Regions from separate parts of the Gossypium hirsutum genome. Here region 1 is linked to region 2. A link is a contact called in public Hi-C data. All regions are on one chromosome and are shown on one strand. The core of a region is the stretch at or near the end of the contact, and the rest is flanking DNA. Distances in the headings are between cores, read along the strand shown.

What was found. Hi-C and Micro-C count contacts between places; a contact is called where the count stands out from the background.
Region 1: a contact with region 2 is called in a Hi-C map of leaf, with 2.3 times the contacts expected there. The contact joins the promoter of LOC107950542 here to the promoter of LOC107950547 in region 2. A contact is called at or near these places in 3 of 34 Hi-C or Micro-C datasets (all in leaf).

What each region holds. Positions count from the first base shown.
Region 1 is chrD03:8,695,424-8,698,828 of Gossypium_hirsutum_v2.1, forward strand. It overlaps LOC107950542 (inositol-tetrakisphosphate 1-kinase 1), which reads right to left and starts at 1,930. Exons shown (of 2, transcript XM_016885413.2): 1 at 880-1,930. The coding sequence starts at 1,828. The coding sequence ends at 902. LOC121215336 (a long non-coding RNA gene) reads left to right here and starts at 2,993. Exons shown (of 2, transcript XR_005911146.1): 1 at 2,993-3,255; 2 at 3,396-3,405.
Region 2 is chrD03:8,520,575-8,523,909 of Gossypium_hirsutum_v2.1, forward strand. It overlaps LOC107950547 (protein EXORDIUM-like 6), which reads left to right and starts at 1,923. Exons shown (of 2, transcript XM_016885420.2): 1 at 1,923-2,653; 2 at 2,737-3,214. The coding sequence starts at 2,122. The coding sequence ends at 3,149.

The DNA of each region.
Region 1 (3,405 bases), core at 680-3,179, 170 kb after region 2:
AAATTTTAGGAATTTGAAACAATGATAAATAAATAGTGAATTAGTTATAATTTGAGAAAGTCGAAATTTGAACATTTTCAGTGTTATAAGAAAGTGAAGTCAGATACTGAAAAAGTTTGGAAAAGTCTATATATTGAGAGAAATAAATCTGGGGTATTAACTAGATTGTAAGAGAGTGAAAAGTATTGGAGGTAAATTGAGAAAATTAAGGTTAGAATGATTAAATTGAATTAAAAGAAAAAGGAGGAGGGATAGAGGTGAAAGTTTGCCAAAAGAAAGAATAAATCATACATGGTAGTATAGAAAAAGTTAAAAGGACAAAATGGTGATTATTTGAAAGAAATAATTATGAAAAGTGTAATGATTAAGGATTAAGGACTAAATTGTGTCAAAACATGATTGGTAAGGCAAAATGGTAATTAAGTCAACAGCTTAAGTATGACATAATACAAGAATATGGGACAAAGGAACTTCAGCTAACAAGTGACAGAAACCAAACTAAATTGGGTCTTTCCACCATCAATATTCCTTTCAAATCCTAGTTCATATCACTTATCTTATGTCCATCCCTAGCAAAAGCAAAAGCATGCTTGGATGATGAATTATTCTCCTCCCATTATCAAACTCCAAGGCAGCCCACTAAATCAAACTTTGTATTCACACCCAGATTCCCTGTGTTTGATCACCCATATTTGTATTCTAATAATATAGGCAAGTACAACTAGTTTGAGTTCCTCTACTTAAGAATTTGAGCAAAATTTGCAGCAAACAAGAACAAAACAAACCCACATTTGATATAGGAAACAAGTATGCGTCTATGATGATACAAAGCATGCCAATATGTGAGGTTATTAAAACCTGGAAATATTCAGAAAGTACCTATATTTGGCATCTCCAATCCTCAATTATCCCCGCAGTTTATGTCCTTGTGCACAACATCACGTAAAAAATCCGTAATGACAGACTCAAAATCCGGCATTTTGGCATACCCCGGAAAATAATTGATATCGATGACTAGGTAATTCTCCTTGTTTTTCCCATCCCTAATCACATCGAAATTAAACAAATTTAACCTCAATTCCTCCTTTAACCCTTCCACCAACTCCTTCACTAAACTCTCCGGGGGCATTTCCGTCTTTTCAAATTTACAACCTTCCCCTCCCCCTGCCGCTGCCAAATTCGAGACCTGCGAAAACGGCAGTGAACCTTTCAAATTTACCAGTTTCTCCTCCGAAATATCGGGTAACGACTTCCGTTTCACGCACCGGAAATATTTGCCGGCCACGTAGACTTTAAAGACGACGCCGCCGTGATTAACGAACTCCTGCAAAACAAACGGCGCCGTTAAGTTATTTAACCCATCTTTGTCGAAGATGAGGTGCAGTTTGTGCGACGTCTCACTGCCGTCCGCGTCTAACGGCTTCGCGATTAACGGAAAGTTGAGTTTCAAATTTTCCAAACCCGTAACTTCGGTAATGGTGATTTGTTTGGGGACTCCGGTGTTGTTTATTTTTAGTTTCGAAACAGTTTCGAGCATTGAGATTCTGTTTCGAAGGATGTCGATGGACTCTGGAGAGGCGATGATGGGGATGTTAGGGTTTCGGGAAGCGAAGTCTTGAAGATTTTGTTTCCAGTCGGAGTCGTACAATTTGTGGAGGATGCAATCGAAGGGTCCTTGTTGGATCAAAGGTTTGGTGGGGTCGATTTTGGTTAAAACAACGCCATTCTGGGAGGCGTGAGAAAGGAGGGACGGTACGATGAAAGTTTGCTCCTTTTTCGGAGTTAAAGCGTAGCCGATTTGGTAGGGTTTTGAAGAAAGATTTGACATTTTTGGGAGGGAGATCTGTTTGGAAGACGAGAAAGTTGAGGAAAGTAGAAGTTGCAGTGAGAAAATAATACATATGAGCTTCAGGAGAACGTGGCAAGTTGAATATATTTATAACACGTGTACTACTGCGTCCAGACTCAAATGTTAACTGAAAAGAAAAAGGAATAAGGAGAAAATACGGAAAAGTCAAATACGTAATTAGAATATAGAGATCTAATAAATAAATGACATGAACAATTTAAATTTAGTTAATAATATATCAGTATATAGAGGTGATAAAAAATTATAATATAATTAAATGTAAATATTAGATTAAAAGAAAATGATTTATTTATATAAATAGCATGTGTTTAAATCTGTAACTTTTTATTAATTTTTATAAAAAATAAAATATTAAGATACTTTTAAATAATATAAATTTTTAAAATACAGATTAATATTTTCATAATTTTTTTAATCAATTGGTGTTCGGTTGACTTTTAACATCAATCAATTAAGAGTTTAAATAATGGTATAAATAAGTTATATATAAGTGAGAGAAAACATTTTAAATAAAATAATTTGTTTTTAAAAAATTATTTAGTAATTACTATTGATATAATGGTAAATAATCACATTTATGATTGAATTTCTCAAAAATAATATTTTTTTTAAAATTACCAAATTAAATTTTTTTTAAGTATTGGAGTAGGCCGAAATAACAAAAAAGCTTCCAATTAGAAGCATTTTTAGCGGATTTATAGAAAAATGCTTCCAGTTAGAAGTGTGTTCCTTCTTGTCTGATTTTTTATTGTTAGGGTTTTAATTTTTTTTAAACAGGTTAAGGTTTCTAGGTTCTAGTGGTTTAGGGTTTTGTATATTTTTAAAGTTTTTTTTTATATATTCTTTAGATTTTTAATAATTTTTGAGATGTAAAGTTAATAATTATTTAATTTGATATTTACAACAATTGTATTTACACCAATCATATATTCGAATTGTAACATTTAATTCAATTCATAATCTAAAATCGAACTCCTCGATTCAATTAACTTCTAGTTTGTAATTTTTTTCTATTTTTACGAATGCAACTGAGTTTTGATCAGATTTTTTTTACAGGAGGTTGAGGTCAATCAGATTTTTCGGTACATTTTTTTCGAACTTTCAGTGCATTTTTTACGGGTGGTTGAGGTTGATCAGATTTTTTACGGGTGGTTGAGGTTGATCAAATTTCTGGAAATGCACTGAAAACACGTCCTACGTGGTGCGTTTTCCCTCTAACGCTTTCAGCGCATGCAAACTTCCACTCACCTCGGCTTTATAAAAGGATGGTTTTTAGCATTGAGTGGCATAAAGCAATTTCGAGCAAACAAAATTGCAAGAAGAAGAGGAAGTTGGCAAGATGTTTTATAAGGCTTAATTTGAAGCAACCACGCAATTTGCATTAAGTAAGGATCTATTTTTGTTGTTCATATATAATTACAACATTATTTTTTTGCATAATGTTTTTGTTTTGAACATGTGGAACATGTTATTTCGTTGAAAATGAGTGGATAAATTAATGTTATTGTTTATTACGATGATGAAGTCCATGACGT
Region 2 (3,335 bases), core at 673-3,172:
TGATCCAATTGTAATATATTTGTATAAAAAAACTTAGAACAAATACAATCATCATAATATTGAAGAAAAATGAATACCAATTTCAAAATAGATAAAAAAAAACATGTTTAGTGGCCAAATCTTTTAGGAATCTATTTGTTTTCTCATCCTCTATTTGTTTTTTTTGTTAGACTAATTTTTGGGTTATTTAATTTGAGGTCTCTTCTATTTTTTGAAAAAAAATTCTAGCAAAAAGTGAGACATATCACCCTATAATTGGGCCAAATGTCCTATTATATATGGTACCATATTGATAAACAAAGTAAAATTTTAAATACTAAAATAGACATTTTCAAATTAATTGTACCATATTAGAAGATATGACAAAATACAGGGACTAAATATGATATTATCTTTTTTACGCTTTCCTTTCTTCCCTCTTAATCTCACCTGCCAAATCATATAAAAAAAAAGAGCTAGCTGACAAACATTGACGGCCAAACATCTAGAATGTTATTGTTTTTTTGAAAGGGAAATTTATCAATTTATTCTATGAATTGGATCATATGATATGATATTTGTCATAGGTGATGAAAGATAAATTCTATCAACACAAAAAATGCTTTAGTCTCAGCATAACACTCTGTCGCAACTTAAGCACGACAAATTTGGAGTGATTAGAAGCACTTAATATGGTAAGAAAATCATCCTCGGATGACCCAAAGCGATGGGTAAAAATTGGCAAAAGAATTGAGCATCCACCAAACTGGAAAGAACGATGACAAAACTATCTCTAAGATCACTTGCAAAAGCAAGACTACATGCATAAGTAAGATAAAAAAATTGTACTACAAGAACAACTAAAAACTTCTAAAAGTGAAGGCTTATTAAATAATGAAAAACAAAAATATATACATAAAAAACTTAAGACAACATAGGTCCAAACCAACTCATGAAATCATTAATTATTCTGAAATATTCACAAAACAAAAGCAAATTAAGAAGCTGACGAAAAGCTGCCCACTTTCCAAAAAAAATGCTAATGGTTAGTGGAGTTTTAGTGACGATAGACATATCATCTGTCCATCATAACTTATGAAGACAATAAAGATACTCACAAATAAATCTGCAAACTGAAAAGAGAGAAAACATATGAAGTGAATGAAGAGAAGAAAGAAGGAGAGAATTGGTGGGAGAAAAAAAGACGAACGGTAATCAACCCAAAAACTGACATTATTGCTTACAAAGTAAAAGAGAAAAAGCAATGGACAAATTATTCCTTAAAATAAATTGGTTTTCTCAATTTGGTACTTCAAAGAATTTTGCACAACGATTCAAGATTTAAATTTTATTTCTGCTACACTATTTATCCTAAAGTGTTAACACTATTAATAAAAACCAGTCGCCTCCTCTAACCAATTAGAAACTACTACGTCACACGCCTAAGTAAAATCACCTTTTTTTTCTTCAAAATCACTTAAAAATATTTAAAATATATAAATTATAAAATATATATAATGTAAAAGATTATAAAAAGGCAAATTTTATAGTTTTAAATAATTATAAATAATTTTCACCAAATTTTTTTTTTCTCTCTTTCAAGCTTTATTTTGTTGAGATCCACTTCCACTCTCACTTCTCACTCTCTTGCATTCTTTTAATATAGAATAAGAACAAAGCAAAGACTCCAAAATCAAAGAAAACATGGTTCGAAAATCAAAGAAGAGAAATGGAGGGAGAAGAAGAATAGAGAAAAAGAAAGGGCGGAAAAATGGAAAAGAAAAAACAAAGTTGACTGGAAGGGAGGGAAAGAGAGAAAATAATAAAATAATATTCTTAATTTTCTACTCATATTTTCCTTACATTATTAAGTGATTAAATCAATAATATTAGGCTTGATGATATTGATGCAAAGACTAATTCCATGTATTCTTTGATATGAAAAAAATAACATTATTTTTTATTAGAAATTCTAAAATTAGGCAGCTATCTGAGAGAACTCTTAAGGATATGAATTTGAGTCCTCAAAAATAGATAGATTTGGTTTCAAATTCAGTGCTATAAATACATATCACAATCTCATGATTCAATCATGTCTAATTTGAGTTAGAACATCAACCACCTGATTGGGAAGCCACTGCCATGGCGTCTCTTTCAATCCGCTTCCTGGCTCTTTCCCTTTCCGTCACTGCTTTATTCACTTGCTCCTCCGGCCATGGTCACACTTACGATCCTTATAACGACAAGGCACGGATGATCCACCACGGTGGTCCTATGCTCAACGGGACCGTTAAATTAGCCATCATGTGGTACGGAAATTGTGGCAAGGAAATAAAGAACACCATGAGAAACTTCATTAAATCATTGACCGTCCCAGCCAAAGCCAAACTTCAACCTCAAGTTACCTGTTGGTGGAAAGTAGTGGAAAGTTACCAATCAATGATACCAGACGCAAAGCCTGGGAAAAGCCCCAAAATCAAGGTCAAAGTGGTGAAACAATCAGGAGAGAAAACATATAAATATGGGAAAGTTTTGACTTTGCAAGGGCATATCCCGGAGCTTATCGAGCATGTCACTAAGGGCGATACTGAACTCTTACCGGTCATCGTTGCTGCAAGGGATGTCTCTATTCAAGGAATTTGCAACGGGCAATGTGCAGATCATTTACTTACTGGTAAGCTTTTTTATTTTTGGTTGTGGTAGTTAGGTCCTTTGGAGATTATTGCATATGATGATTGACGCTTTTGGAAATTACAGAGGATCCCCATCCGCGACCATACATCATAGTCGGTAACCCAGAAACGGAGTGCCCTGGAGAATGCGGATGGCCTTTCTTCCCGGCTGACATGGGTCCAAAGGGACCAGTCCTTAAACCACCAAGCGGCAACATGGCAGCAGATGCTATGGTTGTTGCCTTCGCGGGTGCATTGGTTGATGCAATCACCAACCCAATGAACGATGCTCTCTACCATTCAAACAAGGCTAAAGAACTCGGCCCAGCCACCGTTTGCAAAGGCATTTTCGGTCGTGGTGCTGCCCCTGGCAACCCCGGCGAAGTTCTCACCGACCCCAAAACCGGCGGAAATTTCAATGCCTATGGAAATAAGAACAAAAAATTCTTGCTTCCAGCCATCTGGAACCCCAAAACTAAATCTTGCTGGACTGTTTAATGTAGGTGGTTTGCAAAATTTGAGACAAAAATAAAATAAAAATTAAACATTAAATTTCTGTAAAATTATTTTTTTATTTTATTGTATTTTCAAAATCGAAGCGGATTAGAGTCATCGAACCGATTAATAAAAAATCGTTGAGCCGTCAACCAATGAAAATCGCTTTTAGACTGCAAATCCAAAAAA